Regions from separate parts of the Drosophila melanogaster genome. Here region 1 is linked to region 2. The links are chromatin contacts, called in public HiChIP or PLAC-seq maps. All regions are on one chromosome and are shown on one strand. Each heading gives the region's core, a stretch centred on a gene start, on an enhancer-like site or on the middle of the called end of the contact. The rest is flanking DNA. Distances are from core to core; before and after follow the strand shown.

Region 1 (7,580 bases), core at 3,796-6,295, 400 kb before region 2:
TGATAGACAATATTTTGGTATACCAACTGGTAGCGGCTAAGTATTGCTCGTCTAAGGCCGTAGTCCCTGATTATAGTGAAAAATGAAAAGATCAGGTTGAGGGTAAAGAGGTATATAGCATAGGAGGCGAGTAGGTAAAAGGAAACTTGATCGTTCAGATACTGCATATAGAAAGCGTAGCCGATATAAATTATGGATACCACCATTCCCAGGACATATACTGAGCTTCCCTGGTAGAATGCGATGGGTAGAGTCATGTAGACACTGACCAGGACAACATGGTCGTAGCAAGGCACAGTGGGATACGCTGCACCACTATAGATGGTCCCCAGGAGGTCAGAAACGAGGTCTGCAAGGAAGAAATAGTTAGAAGTGGTAGGACTATGATGTACCAACCACTTCACCCATAGAGGTTAGAAAAAGTGCCATCAGCCATGAGATGAGCGTATTCGTAATCATCCCAACGTTATTCTGCATGCTCAATAGCATAATGAAGGGACTGAAAAGCATAACCGCAAAGTAGGGTACCATGGTCACCAGTATAATATCCTAAGGAAATCGATGTAGTCTTACGCAGGACACTATATCAGATGGGACTACCTTGACTAGGGCTAGCAGCAGAATCACGTGAGCTACCATCAATAGTTCCACATGCCAAATAATTTGAACCACATTCGACATCAGGGCCAGCTCACGAAGGCGAGAGCAGGCCAATTCCAGGCGTAGATTCTGACACTTGTTCTGAAATTGGTAACAATCTTAGTGGTTAAGCCACACAAGATGGTCTACCTGGCCTACCTTCAAGTGCCGCCATTCCAAATCCTTTACGGTGCTCAGTGAGCGGTAGGCAACCACGTCTTCCTGGTAATATGGGTTATCGTTATCCATTTAGACTTTGAAAAATGTTTGGCGAGAACTATTTGAGTTTACTATATATATACTGTGACTTATTTCTCAAGCCAAAATAGAGCAGATATTCCTTAACTCCAATCATATATGTATAACTTTGCATTGAGACCTTAAGTGAACCACAATATTTCTATCTTTCAGCTCTTTTTTCATCTAACCAATGCACGGAGACTATGCTGCCCTTGTGCGAATCGTTATCTGGGCTATGCTGTTGGAAGTGTAGATTCTCGTCCAGGTCGACAAGGTAAGTGGGCACTTGGCCCACTCCCTTCACAAAGGTCATCCCTCGATAAGTGCAGCGAATGTTAAAGTCGCGCAGAACGTTCGCAGTGCTTTCGGTCACGTGAATGCCATCCCTCACTCCCGTGGAAGTCATCCGGGAGGCCATGTTGACAGTGTGTCCCCAGATGTCGTAGTGCGGCTTGGAGAGTCCCACAACGCCGGCCATCACAGGTCCATGTGCGATGCCTGAGATTGGGAGGAAAGTTAGAGTCGCAGACGAAATAAATATTGGACTCACCAATCTTCAAGCTGCCAGTTAATTTGGAATCCTTTTCGAAGAAAATTCCCTTGGAACGGATATCTCGGAGGATGCGAAGTAAGTTCAAAGCGAATTCAGTCATGACCAGGATTGTATTATCATCCTCGTTCGTAGTTGCCTGTGTGGGGTGCAGATCCTTGATCATTATCTCATCACCATCCATGGGGGCAAAGCGAACAGAACCTAGGAATGCGCAATTATGAGACCACCTTAATCATGTATGAAATAAACCGGACAAACCAGATTTCTGAAGTTTATCGGACTCCCGATTGGTGGAGATGGGAACGCTGACCGAAAAGTCCGTGTAGTGATCGACGTGCAGGCCGCAGGCCGCTAAGTATGTCCAGCCCATCACCTTGATCTTCTCGATTTTGTACCAGGATTGGTAGTTAACCAAGAGTTCGTCGAAGTAGCAGATCATCTCGTGAAGAGCTCGCAGACCCGACTTATCCGCCTCGTAGTTCTCGATGGTGGCAAACATCACGGCCACCTGGGAGAAGTTCTCGTAGTACAGTTGATCGCTGCGCCGACGCACTTTGAACACCTCAGCCACATGGGTGGGCAGAATGTTGGCCATGATGATCTTGATGGTTCGGGTTTTGACCTTGGTCAGCTCGTGCTTCTTCTCGAAACACATGCTCATGCTGAGTAAAGTAGGTAAGTATATGAACTAACAAACTAACCAACTAACTAACTAACAAGTAGCTCGCCTTTAGGATGTAGTTGAGGTAGCCTTCGCGAACCACTACCACGATGAAGAAGGCAACCATGTACCAGGAGTGGGCAAGGCTCGATGTCACGCCTATATTGGTGGTTTGCGATCGCTCAAAGGCGAATCCGTAGTAGGCGTGTACAGTGATCACGTGGGAGCCAAGGATGGCCAGGCCCACTCCTAACTTTATGATCAGCGGAATGCCAATGATGACCAACATAAGGCTGAGCACGATGACTACGGCATAAGTCACTCCCTAGTGGGATAATTTGAACTGGATTTGAAAAAGCTGATCGCTCTTAATTCGAAATACCAACCCAAGGCATGAAGCATAACATCTGGGGTCTCAAGTTATGCAGCTCGGAATTTATAATCTCCAGCTCGAGCCTGGCTATATCACAGGAAAACTATGGTAGCTAGTCAGTCACTTATGGAACTCAGAGGTACGAAAGGGACTCACCACTGTTTCCGAAGACATCACATAAAGCAGGAATAATACCATGATGGCCAGTGGTATCCGAACGAACACCGACTTCTCGATCAGATCGGAGGCCTTGATGAACCAACGACTCAGGAAGAAAGTGGGTTGCGTTATGGGCGAAAGTCGGCGACCACGTAGCCAAAGCTTTTTATAGGACGCCAGCAAAAGTGGCAAGAGGATGAGCAGAAATAGGCTGAACAACATGGTATAGTCCATGGCTTCGCTCCTGAAAACAAATAAAAAGCAGCAGCAACGTAGCGGATTTGCAATTGAAATAGTATTATAAACTCACTTAACGAGTAGGTCCATGGCTATGATCGTGGCTCCAGCGAAGACCATCATCCCTAGGCTGTACTTCATTAAAAGGTCCCGCATTTTGTTGAAGGACCACTCCATCCTCCAGCTGCGGAAAGTGGTGAAGAGGTAGTACGACTCGAGATGGAATCGATACTCCTCGTTGATGTCCTCCTTTGCTATTCGGTGCATAGGTCGTCGAATCTTGCACGTCTGAACTCGGTTCACCGGCATGTGCTCCACCTCGAGAATCATGTCACGCTGCGCCTTAACCTGGATGTCCTCGTAGTCCTGACTGAAACTGAAGCTGAAACGGTAGTCGTTCAGCGAGAAATTATCGTCCTCCAAGTCGTCGGTGTCCTCGAAATTCGGAAGACGACTTCTTATCAGGTAGGTACTCAGATTAGACCGCTGCAGGAGAGGATCCAGCTTGGCCGTATCAGTACCCTCCTCATACACGTAGTGGTTGTCCAACAGGCCCAAAGTGCGGCTAGAAATGTGCACCATTCCAGGAAGTCCACTTGACTCTAGCCGATTAGTGATGTCGACGTCTTTCGACCAAATGTCGAACTGCCACTTGGTGAGCCCAATGATCCCAGCTAGTATCTCCCCCGAGTGCACACCGATCCGAAGGTCGATCTTCTTGTTTCGTCGCTTGCTGACTTCTCGGCTTATCTCAATCATGTCCAGAGCCTGGTTCACACAGGCGTTGGCGTGGGTAGGAAAGTAGCTGGGAATCCCAGTGACGCAGGTGTATGAATCGCCCAGGAACTTGATGCGGGTGGCCCTGTTGTGGTTGGCAGCCAGATCGAAGCTAACGAACAACTCGTGCAAGATGGCCACAAGATCCGAAACTTCCATGGTGGTGGTTAGACCCGTAAAGTCAACCATATCCGCTTCTAGAATAGATACTTCCGGATGGGGCTCCATAAAGAGATGTCTGTGAGCAATTAATTGCTTTCAATCAACTGCCTTTTAATCTGTATAACTCACCGTGTTTTCGTAAAGGGCATTAAATTAGACGGATCCTCTTCGATGTGACTGGCGATGGCGTCTTGCAAAGATCTCGCCAGAGTTACTGGTATAATCGAGTCCAGCAGGGCCTTTTCCTCTTTCATAGCCATCTAAGAAATTGTTATAAGGTAACTAGCACATAGAAATTTAGATTTACTCACTTGAAACACCAAGTTCTGGTACACCACCTGGTAACGACTCAGTATTCCGCTTCTCATGTTGTACTCTTGGAATCTGGAAAGGAACATGCACAGCATGTTCAGAAAGAACAGGTACGCCCCATAAGCCGTCAGCTCCCACACTTTATCCAGTGTGCTAATCTTGTCTATCAACGCCATGTAGCCAAAGTAGAACAGTGAAACGGCCAGGCCCAAAAAGTAAGCCCTGCCGTTTTTCACAAAGGCTATTGGAAACATCAGGTATATCAGGACAATCACAACGTGATCATAACTTGGTACTAGGGAAAAGGGCCTGAAGTAACAGATGGGCAGTATCAAGTCTGAAATGGATGAGATCTTAGTGTGAACCTTGGATACGAGTGTCGCAGAAATCACAAACCCATCGCAGTCAAAAGCAGAGCCATTAAACAGCTGACCAATATGGCAATGGATTCGTATTGCTCGACGTTGGGCTCCCTGCTAGGCATCAGAATGGATGGAGTGAGTAACATGACCGCGAAATAGGGAAGTACGGTGAGGAAATCAATGTTCTGCATCGGAGGAAACCCAGTTATTTAAAGCGATGCGATTGCGGTATTTTTCCCACCTTAACCACGCTGAACAGCAGAATCACATGGATGAGCATCAAAATTTCGATGACTATAATAAGTTGGGTCACAAGGGCCACCGAAACCAGGTGACAATGCCGATGGTAAACGCCTTCCAGACGCAACTCGCGGCACTTGTACTGCAATTGAATGGTACTTGGACACTTGGAAAGCTATTTCCGCAACATGGCATACCCGCAGGAGTTTCCACTCGTAGCCCGGCATGTTGCCAAGCGAGCGGTAGTCCACTACATTTTTGCTGTAGGCCGGATCCATTTCGTCAGTGTGTATATTGTAAACAAATTGTGTTTTTATAATAAAGTTATGACATAAAATAAAAAGGGTTTTTTTATTTTTCACTTTTGTCACTTTTACAAAATTCTTGGTTTTTAGGCCGTTATAAACGGTAGACATTTGAAATTCAAATAAAACGGGCAAAACGTATTTAAATTTCAGCCAAAACTGTTGCATACTTTTGGGCTTGGCGCGGGACAAACTTATTTAAATTTCACCCAAAACTGTTGCATACTTTTGGGCTTGGTGAGAACAGTTCAAAAAATACGGCCACACTGCACAGTTCACTCCGCAGATACGTGCAGCCCAAAAGTATGCAATGGAATATTAAGTATTAAAAATTTCGACCAGCCACCTGCTGCAGATTTCTGTTCGCCTGGTATCAGGAAACAGAATTTCTTCGATTTAGACCGACCAATTTGCGGCGATTCGTGGGACATTCGTGGCTTTTAACACCAAGTAAACATAATCTTTAACAAGCTTCTGTTAGGAATCAATTGGTCACCTTCTGCGATTTCTGTTCGCCTGGTACTTAAATCGAAAAATCTCCCAATTTGCCCAACCAAATTGGCCTCAAGTGAGCGCACATTTCCAGGTTTGCTGCACCAAGCGATCATAATCTGTAGAGCAAGGATGCTGGGAAAATCAATGGTCACCTCCTAGTGTTGCTGTTCGCCTGGTATTGTAAACGGCAATCTCCCAGTTGTGTGCTCCAATTTGATTGACTTTTGACACACAGCCACCGTATTTTTTCCCATAATCAACAAAATAGAAATTCTGAATGCAAGTTTAGTTCGAATTACAGCTTTTATTTGCGACTGTCCTAAACCTATTATACTCTATATTTACATACATGCATGTCCTAAATCTAATCTCTGGTAAATTTCAGCTAGTCTTCTTTGGTTGGCGCGGCCGGGCGATGTGGCAGGAACTGGTATTCGCTGTCGATGCCGATGATGTAGGTGGGAATGTTGCCACGCCCCTTGACGAAGGTCATGCCGCGGTAGTTGCACTGAATGTTAAACTCGCGCAGCTTAAGCGCCGTGTTCTCGGTGACCTGAATCTGGCCGGGCACGCCGGTGGAGTCCATGCGCGAGGCCATGTTCACGGGATTGCCCCAGATGTCATAGTGGGGCTTCGAGATGCCCACCACCCCGGCCATGGCCCTGCCGTGCGAGATGCCGATCCTCAGCATGCCGTAGTCGGTGCTGCCCTCGTACTCCGTCTGCATGTTCTCCGTGTTGAAGCGGCGCATCGTGCGCATCAGGTCCAGGGCGAACTCGGCCATCACGCGCACCACCTCGTTGCTGCTGCTCCCGTTGTGGGTGCTACTGATGCGCGGCCCGCTGGTGATCACGTTGCCCTCGTACTGACCCCGCTCCAAGTCGAGATCCAGGGCTATGTTGCTGCCGTTTCCGTACGGCACCCGCTGCACTCCGTCCGCATTGGAGCTTCGTGCTCCGTCGTAGCGACTCCTGCGCCCGTTGGGCATGAGGGAAACGTTGCGGAACTTCATCTGCGGGGCGTTCACCTGCTCCGAACGAGAGACGTCTAGGCCACAGGCCGCCATGTACGTCCAGTTGGCCACCTTGATCTTCTCCACGCGCAGACTCTGCGAGTACTTGTTCAACTATAAGCGGAGAAGCGGATAATTCAATTAGATATATTTATTTCTTTCTATTTATTTATGGTTAAGGGTTCCCTTCAATTGACAAGAGTGGAGTTTATCTCAAAAGAATGCCACTGCTATCTAATTGAAGACGCACTTCGTTCCATTACGATTCGATAAGATTGCTATGCTGCGTTACGAAGTGCCTAAATTTAGGTACTATTTCTAGGGGGGATTCACGGAAAACGATGCCAGACTACTACTCACCACATCGTCAAAGTCGCAGATAATCTCATTGAGCACCCGCAGTCCGATCTTGTCGGTGTCGAAGTTTTTGATCGAGGCGAACATCACGGCCACATTATCGTACTCCTCGTAGTAGAGCTCGTTCTGCAGTTGATTCGACAGATAGAAGTCGGCTGGATGGGCGGATGGAGTTAGTATGTCACCAGCTGGCCACTTGGCAAACTTACCAACATGTGTGGGCAGAATATTGGTGAGGAGCACTTTAATGGTGTCATTGGTGATCAGGGCGTCCTCCTGCTTCTTAATTAGCTGCCGTTTCCAGCTGCCAAATGAATTATGTGTGAGTAAGCGATTCTCGTAAGAGGTGAGTTCACTGTAGTTACTTGTAATCCACTTTGGCAATGAACTCCGTCTGCCGCTCCATCAAGTGAAAAATGCCGAACGTTATGATCATCAGCAGGATATGCGAGTACTTGGCGTTGAAGTTCACATTGGTGGAGGGGCTGTTGGCGTAGATGAAGTTGAACTCGGACACCACCAGCACCGCGTAGCCGATCATTATCAAAGCAGAGAAGCAGGACTTGATGATGAAGGGGATTCGCGTGAAGAGGAAGGACATGCCAATTACCAGGGTCATGCAATTGGTGAGTATCTGCAGGGAAGGTAGTTTGTGTAATTAAACTTTTCATCACAGAATCTGGGGACTCTCCCACC
Region 2 (7,782 bases), core at 5,274-7,773:
TGATTTTTGATTTATTTAGTATTAAGATGCTAGGATGTAGTTACCTCATATTGCAGTGATTTTGTAGACTGCGTGTCTGAACAGCACGCGCCACACAACCTGGCCAACTGAATGAATCGAGTGACCATTCATTCATTTGCAACAGAATCGTGCGTAAACGCACAACTCGTTTGGCCTTAATGTCAACCTAGCTGGCTTGACAAGAGCGTTGGTGGTGGGGGAAACGAGGAAAATCCAACAAAAAGCCCATATATTTGCGGCAATTGAATGCTGGCCGAAAGCGAGTTTCCTCATGATACGTGGAAACTGAAATCTCCGCTTCGGCGACTCTGAACTTGACACAAATTCATCGGCAGCATTGTGCAAATGAACTATTTGCGAGCATTGCAAAAGTGACACAATTAAGGCAGAAATATGTGCACATGGCTCCAAGCCGATGGCTAATTACAGCGATTGCCACAATTGTGGGCCATTAGATGGGGGACCATCCCAGATCGGTGGGGCTCCATTAATCATCATCCGCGAATGGGAGTTGCAGCCAATCGCACACAATCAACGGACGGAGTGGCGGAAAAAATGAATTGCCTTTTAATATCGAAACCGAAAGTGAGCTGAGATTGAGATTGAGAGTCAAGAACCGTCGATCAATTTGGTCAAGATTTGTCTACATATTTATTTTTGATTTCTGTCTGCACGAAATTGAAATAGCATTCGAGGTGTGTAGCGTAGCTTTTGGCTTTTGCCTTTTGCTTTCGTGTAATTAATGATCTATTAGGTGGGGAAAAAGGCAATTTGAACTAGGGTTTTTTCGGCATATCTTCGCAGCTTCCGCATTCGCTTCTAATGATGATTGGGTCAGACTTATTGGCCATCAATTAGCCGGGCTCACACAAGATGTCAACCCAATTTGGCCCGGCAACCTATCATCGCAAGCGATTTAATTACCATCTCCGCCTGTCTGCAAGCAAACCGAATTGGAGTGGCGTAAAGTGGAGTGGAGTGGAGTGGAGTCTTGGGATTTCTTTTCGCTCGTTGCCGGCATCAAAATGATGGCTAATTGTTATTTTTGCATATGCAGCTAGGCGGCTGCTTGCATGCCGTTTGATTAGACACCGACGATGGAAGGTTGGTGGGGAGAAAGGGGGAGGGGAGAGTGGGCCTTACATAATAATCTAGTTAACAAATTGTGTCATGTGGAGCTAGCCGAGTAACCGAGTAAGCGACTCAACTGTCTCAGTTGCGGCCTGCATGGAGCAGCTGCAACTTTCGAAAGCGTTTTTGCCGCACTGGGAGGGAGAACAGAAACCGCCTTGCATAATCCACGGGGCGAGGGTGTTGGCCTACGCTCAGCATAAAAAAATCATTAAAATATTTAAAAATAAATAATCCTCGGCCAGCAATCTAAAGTTAGGCCAAAAAGCAAACCTCACGAATTTCGGCCTGCATTCACCCACTACTGTCCCTGTTCGGGCGGGCGCCACCAAAACGGTCAGCAACCGTTCCTTGGCCCAAATATGATAGATCTTCCGCAATCATGTCGTTCGGCGCTGGGTGTGTCCAGTTGAAATGGAAAACTGAGTGGAAAACTGGGGGGGAAAAGCCGTGTCCGCCGGCAATTGTGGGTTAATGGGTGAATGTGCTGTTTGAACTACATTACAATGGTTAATCCGTTACCTTAAGCTGCAGCGCGGCGTGGTTATGACTCGGCTGTTCAAGTGGCAAAATATTTGTAATGCAAAACTAAACAAAAGACTTGGGCAACAAACTTGCCCCGGCTGCAGTCTAGGAGCGGGAAATTTGTGCAGGAAATTATAGGAAATTTGCAGGCACAAAACGTGGCAATAAAAGTTAATGGCATTCTTTTTGTATATAGCTATTTCAACACATTGGATTGGTGCTTGAAGCCATTGTAGCACAGCCTTCTTTTTTAAGAATCTTCTGGGCCCCACATTCTTTAAGCAGCCAGCCTGCTTACCAGAGACCATAGACCAACTCCAGACCAGCTCGTGTAGATTTTGGGGCTTGCAGAAACTGGACTGTCATGTTGGTGGCGATAGACACAAGGCGGCGACACCCACGCAACGCAGACTAAAACACAAGCCGGGGGTTCAAAGGGAGTTGCATGTAGACCGAGTTCAATCTTTGATTACAGGGCAGCCACACGTCGACGTTGTGCAAGAAGCGATTGCCAACAATTGAGCTGCGGTTAACGCAGTCGTGGGATTGGGATGGGGGTGCACGGATCATAAGATCATAAGATGCGGCGGATGGAGACGGCGAGACATCTCTGTTGCGGCTTGCCTCGCGATTGTGTTGCAAGAGCGCCAGGTATGAAATATATATATATATATAACTATGAGTTATCGCGCTCTAGGAACAATTCTAAGCCGGATATGGCGAACAATGCGATAAGCATTGGACATGCCATGGGCCAGTGAACAATGCACTTTATCGAGAGCCAATAAATCAGCGAGCTGAGCCACAAATTTCAGCAACAAAAATGACAATGCCCAGACAATTACAAAACCATATAGAAACCAATTCGATACGAGAGACCCAAAGCGGAAATTTTGTAAAGCGCCACGCCCCCTGCGGACTGCAGTGAATGCATTGCGAAAAGCGATCAGCATGCACACCAAATGCGACCGAGGATTGGGTCCCGGGTCTTGTCTTGGCCTGGTCATGGCAAATTGCCATTGCTGGGTCTCCATTCTAAGCCTGGTCCGAGCTGGTCTGGGCCACCGCCTGAAGGTCGATCTGGTCGATCTGGTCGATCCGCGGAACAATGGTGGTGATCTATGTAAATTTCGAGCGACATAATTGCACGGATTAAGCTGTTGTCTGTTTACTGGTGTCTCCCCCCCATTCACATTTGTAATTGGACGGCTGATAAGCCGAACGCCCACCGAAAGTTTTGGCATTAAGCTGTCAGAAAATTGAAACCCAAATCTCGGAGCGTTTACAAAAATAACAATTTGGTAGGGAACCAATTGAAGTTGGTTTGACCTTGGTATAGTTACTTTTTTGGTGGTTGCACTTTACGAGAAAAGGAAAAAACAGATTTTCTTCACTGTATTATCAGATTTTAACTGAAATTTGTATGACAAGCAAATTGTGCCCCGGTGATTTTATTAATCAATTACGCTTTTTCTAACATTTTTTACCACGCTGCTGAACTCTTTTGTCTATTGATTGCAGTTTGATTTCCAGTGAATTCCATTCGGCGTTGGTCAAGGTCACCGGTTTGTTCAATTACTGCAGTTGGTATTGTTTTTTTTTTTCCATCGACTCCCTCTTTTCTGCGGTTTTTTTTTAACCACAAAGCGTAGTGGCCGCTGGTCGAAAATGATCAAAGCAAATCATGAGTAAATGTTAATTGCTGTGAGTCGTTTGGGCTTAGTTCAATATGTTAATTGCAATACGTTTTTGCATAATTAATTTAAATTATAACCTACGTTCTGCACTCACTGTTGACTTGTGAACTCGCTACCATCAGATCGTATTGCGCAAGGCATCTGACAGAACGAAACTCAAAATCAAACGAATGACTTGGGCAACGAACTTGTTTCGCATATTGCGCACACACGACCGCAACAACAATGCGAGGAAAAGCTGCAAACATTTGCCACTCAATCAGCAGCCGAACAGCTAGTGCAGCTAAGGCAACGCACACAAATTGCTTTAATTACAACAAATTTGTTTGAATATATATCAACTTGAGCTGAGTCCAAGCGCGTGCACTGCGAGAAAAAGGTCTTCCTTTAAGGCTAAAATCACGACTAGTACAAATTCCTAAGAGGGCTACATTACTTGCCATTAGAAATTCCGGGCTTGTTGTACTTAAAACCTCTTATATTTTCTCGCAGTATAGTCTAGGTAAATACTCTCTAACACCGCGAGTCACAGTGACTATTCACGTCGTGCACCCGCAGCTAAAAAAAATATGGCCAGCTCGGCGGCTCTCCACTCGTTTGGACACCACTCAAGTGGCCAGAGACTCGGATCTCGGATCTTGGTGCGCTGACATGACGAGCCAAGATCGGGCCAAGATTATTGCAACTGCTGCTGGCCACTTGGGCGTTGCGATTCTATGATTCTGCGAATCCGGCTGCCGACTGCAAAATGGGTGGTCTCTGGAACTCCGCGCCTGACTCATAACTGTTAAGATATATATTTGCGCCCATGTGGAGCGGATCTGTTGCACGTACTCAAATCTGAGTTTCAGCGGAAGGGGTGAATAATTAAATCGAAAAGGAAACGCGCAATGTGGCCAAAGAGTTTCGCATTCACGAATTCGTAATTGTCATTGTTGGGCTTAGTCTAGTCTAGTCTACTATAGTATAGTCTGTTTAAACTGGACTTGGTTCTGCCGCGGTGAGTGGCATATGATTGTTCAAGGAATTTCCACACATTTAACTAACGGGTTGGTGAATACCTAGGAAACGAAACCGCGTATCAAGGAAGTTGGTGGAACTGGTTTTGCATTGCATTGTTATATTAGAAGTTGTAATAAAATTTTGAGTGGCTTGAAACGATTGTTTATCAGGGATATTCTATCGACACAATGCGAACCACTGATCAGCCCTACCTCTTCCCAAATATGGCTCAATCTTCCATCAAAAGGCAATCAATTACAGCATTTTTGCTCGAACCCAATCGAAACCTAGTTTTTCAAAGTCTCGACTGCAAAAATTCAATTAATTGGCCACGACGGTGCGTCATTTTCCGCAAACAAAGGACGCAATCAGATCGTGCTCTAATTCAGGCAAACTCAAAGATGCAGTTTGAATATTTAGAGGGGTATATCATAAAGGGGGGATGGGAAACTTTAAAGAAATATAATTAAATTCTAAGGAAGCTCATTGTCTACTTACTTACCAACTAACCATTCCCAACTGCCCATTCTACGAAAATCAACATGTGTAAAGTAATCTGGACTAACTTTCGGATAAGTAAACCCTCTTTTTTAACTACGCCCCTGCTGAGATTAAAACTGTTAGTGATCCGTTACACGTCGTTTGCTGCTGTGTCGTGCTAACCTTGAGATGATTACTTCAATTTGTAGTACGCGATGGCCAGCCTGGCATAAATGGTGGCTCAGAGGGGGGGGGGGGGGGGGGGGCACCAAAGGGGGAATGTCAGAGCCGAGCTACTAATTCGAGACAATTTATTAAATGAGTCGAAGCAGGGCAAGTACGTAGCATAAGCCTGGCGCAAATATGCCGTAAAACAAAGCAAGGCAGCCCTCAAAAATATGACAAAACCAAACGCTTTTGCTTTTTTACTGTTCGTAGTTTTGGCCTGGTAATGAGTTGGGGCTGAACTGGCGTCTATTTTGGCCATAATGATGTGGCGCCACGCTGCGCCCCACTTCAAAGGCGTTTCTACAGCGTCTTCGGGTGGTGGCCTCCCCATAGCACACCCCTCTTGTCTTTCCCAGATGGGTTTAATAAGCAAAACGGCCTACATGGCAATTAAAAAAGTGTCAGTAGGAACAACAGTCAGTGCACTGGAAAACAATTGAAGAACAAAGCCACTTGCTGACTTTAGTTAAAAGTATTGCAAAAATATCTCAAGATTTATGGGATTTCATGAGTCAGTAGCTCGTTTTAGTGGAATGATACCACTGATGTTTTACTAAGACTTCGAAATTAATCTACAATACCTCAAACCATTTTTGGCAGTGTACTATCACATTAACCAAAAGATTTGACAGACGACGCCCGCTGCAAGCAAAATAAGGCACAGAAAACGTAGAACATAGAAAACTTCGACTTGAAGCCCACGAAACAGACGAGCGAACAAATTGCAACATGCAACAGAAAAAAACCATGGGGATTTTCAGGAGGGGGCTGCAACACCGCCGCCCACCGAAATGCAATTTTAACTTATTTCAGCCATTGTCTTTTTATTTCATAAATATTTGTGTTTACGGCTAATTTTATTCGTGCGCGAAGATTGTTTTTGCTAGGTAGTTTAGAGCTTGCAAAGGCCATTTCAATTAAATCGTGATGGGAGATGGTAATATATAGATAGCCAACTTTTTTCCGATCATGATTTCATAATTAATACGCCTTAATAATGGCCAATTTGATATGTTAATACGAGTATTGATTTCAGCAGATAGAACTCGCATTAAGTGAGGTTTTCCCTTCCATTTCACAATTATTTCGACTTCGATTTGCATACATCGCCGGTTATCTCAGAAATCAGACAATTTCCAAAGACAAACCACAGCCAGCCAACAGTCGCTCCACATCTGAACTGAACTTCACTCTCGTTTTTTTTCGCTGAAAAGCATTAAATAATTGTGAATTGTTGGTGGGGAAGGGGGGGCGTTGCAGGGGCGTTGTGGGGGCCTCAACTTCTTGGGCTTCGCTCCGCAAAGCTCGGCTTTGGCTGGTATTTCATTGTAGTTTTGTTTTTGCCCCTGCTGACCGACTGGCATTCGGCTTTTTGTGACTCGGCTCGGTTTGGGCCGCTCGGGCGTTGTCTTGTATATAAAAGCGGCTTCCTTCTTGGTTCTAGTTATCAGTTGAATCCAGCTCAACGTACAGCACACACTCGCGTCTGCAAGAAACAAAATCCCAAAAATCCAAACAATGGCATTCTTCAAAGTGAGTGAACAGGACAGCCCTGTGACAGCCAAAAGTGCCCTGTGATCCAATCGAAATAGCAAACTAATAAAACAAACCCCTATCCCCTGTGATCTAGTCCCTCATCTGCCTGGCCGTCCTGAGCGCCGCCTCCGCCGGAGTCCTCCACGGACATGGTGCTGGTCTCTACGCCGCCGCCCCGGCCATCTATGCCGGCCATGGTCACCACGACGAGGGAATCGATTACCATGTAAGTGGGCAAGATAACCCAAAAAGGATTAACTTTCAAAGTAGCGCATATGAGGATTACTAACTCTTAAAGAAAATCAATGTCCTACTATTGGAATCCATTTGACTTGTTTAAAACATACATTTTGAAAAGCTTCCTCTTAATTGAAAATGTGCATCATGAGTTTATTGCTCTTTTAAAATCAAACGACTACAATACCATCCAGAGCTAAGAAATGCATGCATCTTGACTCATAAAAATTACTTATACGACACGTAATCCCTCCCGCAAACATTACTCATACGACCTGTAAGCCCGAAAAAGTTATACAGCCTACCGGCTGTTCATGCAATCATAAAATTATACTTAATATGCCCTAAAACTGACACCATCAGTCCGCACAACCTCTCACCCACTCCTCTGTGGATGCTGGTGGCCCAGGGTCACTGTGGCATTTGCCATTTAGCCATTTTCCCACGCTAGCTTCATTAGCATGGCCAGCTGCTTCGAGTGGCGTGTGGCATGCACATAAAATTAGCACCCAATCCTAGCAGGCCCGTACTCTTCTCATGGAATCTTTACGCCAATCCGCAGGCCTACCCCAAGTACCACTACAACTACGGAGTGGCTGACTCTCACACCGGAGACGTGAAGTCGCAGCACGAAGTGCGTGATGGTGATGTCGTCAAGGGATCCTACTCTCTGGTGGAGCCCGATGGTTCGGTGCGCACCGTGGAGTACACCGCCGATGACCACAATGGCTTCAACGCCGTCGTCCACAAGACCGGCCCCACTGTGCACCACGCCGCTCCCGCTGTGGTTGCCCACGCCGCTCCCGCCGTGGTCCATGCCGCTCCGGCCTATGCCCCAGCCATTGCCCACCATGTGGCCGCCGCTCCCGCCGTGCCCTACGCCGGATCCCTGGCGCATCAGGTGCCCGCCTACGGATACGCCACC

The links. HiChIP or PLAC-seq counts read pairs in DNA pulled down with a chosen protein or histone mark.
Region 1: a contact with region 2 is called in a CP190 HiChIP or PLAC-seq map of the Kc167 cell line, with 5 times the contacts expected there. The contact joins the promoter of CG32301 here to the promoter of Cpr62Bc in region 2. A contact is called at or near these places in 9 of 107 Hi-C or Micro-C datasets (the Kc167 cell line, the S2 cell line, embryo and 2 more) and 1 of 6 datasets of contacts at active chromatin or transcription factors (the Kc167 cell line).

Annotation. Positions count from the first base shown.
Region 1 is chr3L:2,241,943-2,249,522 of dm6, reverse strand. It overlaps CG32301, which reads right to left and starts at 5,045. Exons shown (of 12, transcript NM_167939.3): 1 at 4,913-5,045; 2 at 4,717-4,857; 3 at 4,510-4,660; 4 at 4,113-4,450; 5 at 3,931-4,061; 6 at 2,936-3,877; 7 at 2,623-2,869; 8 at 2,480-2,569; 9 at 2,150-2,418; 10 at 1,691-2,094; 11 at 1,430-1,633; 12 at 909-1,377. The coding sequence starts at 4,993. The coding sequence ends at 1,040. ACXD (Adenylyl cyclase X D) reads right to left here. Exons shown (of 12, transcript NM_138984.4): 8 at 7,580; 9 at 7,250-7,518; 10 at 7,094-7,188; 11 at 6,888-7,039; 12 at 5,804-6,641. The coding sequence ends at 5,901. It overlaps CG32305, which reads right to left and starts at 888. Exons shown (of 12, transcript NM_167940.2): 1 at 799-888; 2 at 601-741; 3 at 405-549; 4 at 1-349. The coding sequence starts at 888.
Region 2 is chr3L:1,840,825-1,848,606 of dm6, reverse strand. Cpr62Bc (Cuticular protein 62Bc) reads left to right here and starts at 6,523. Exons shown (of 3, transcript NM_139411.2): 1 at 6,523-6,617; 2 at 6,715-6,846; 3 at 7,420-7,782. The coding sequence starts at 6,603.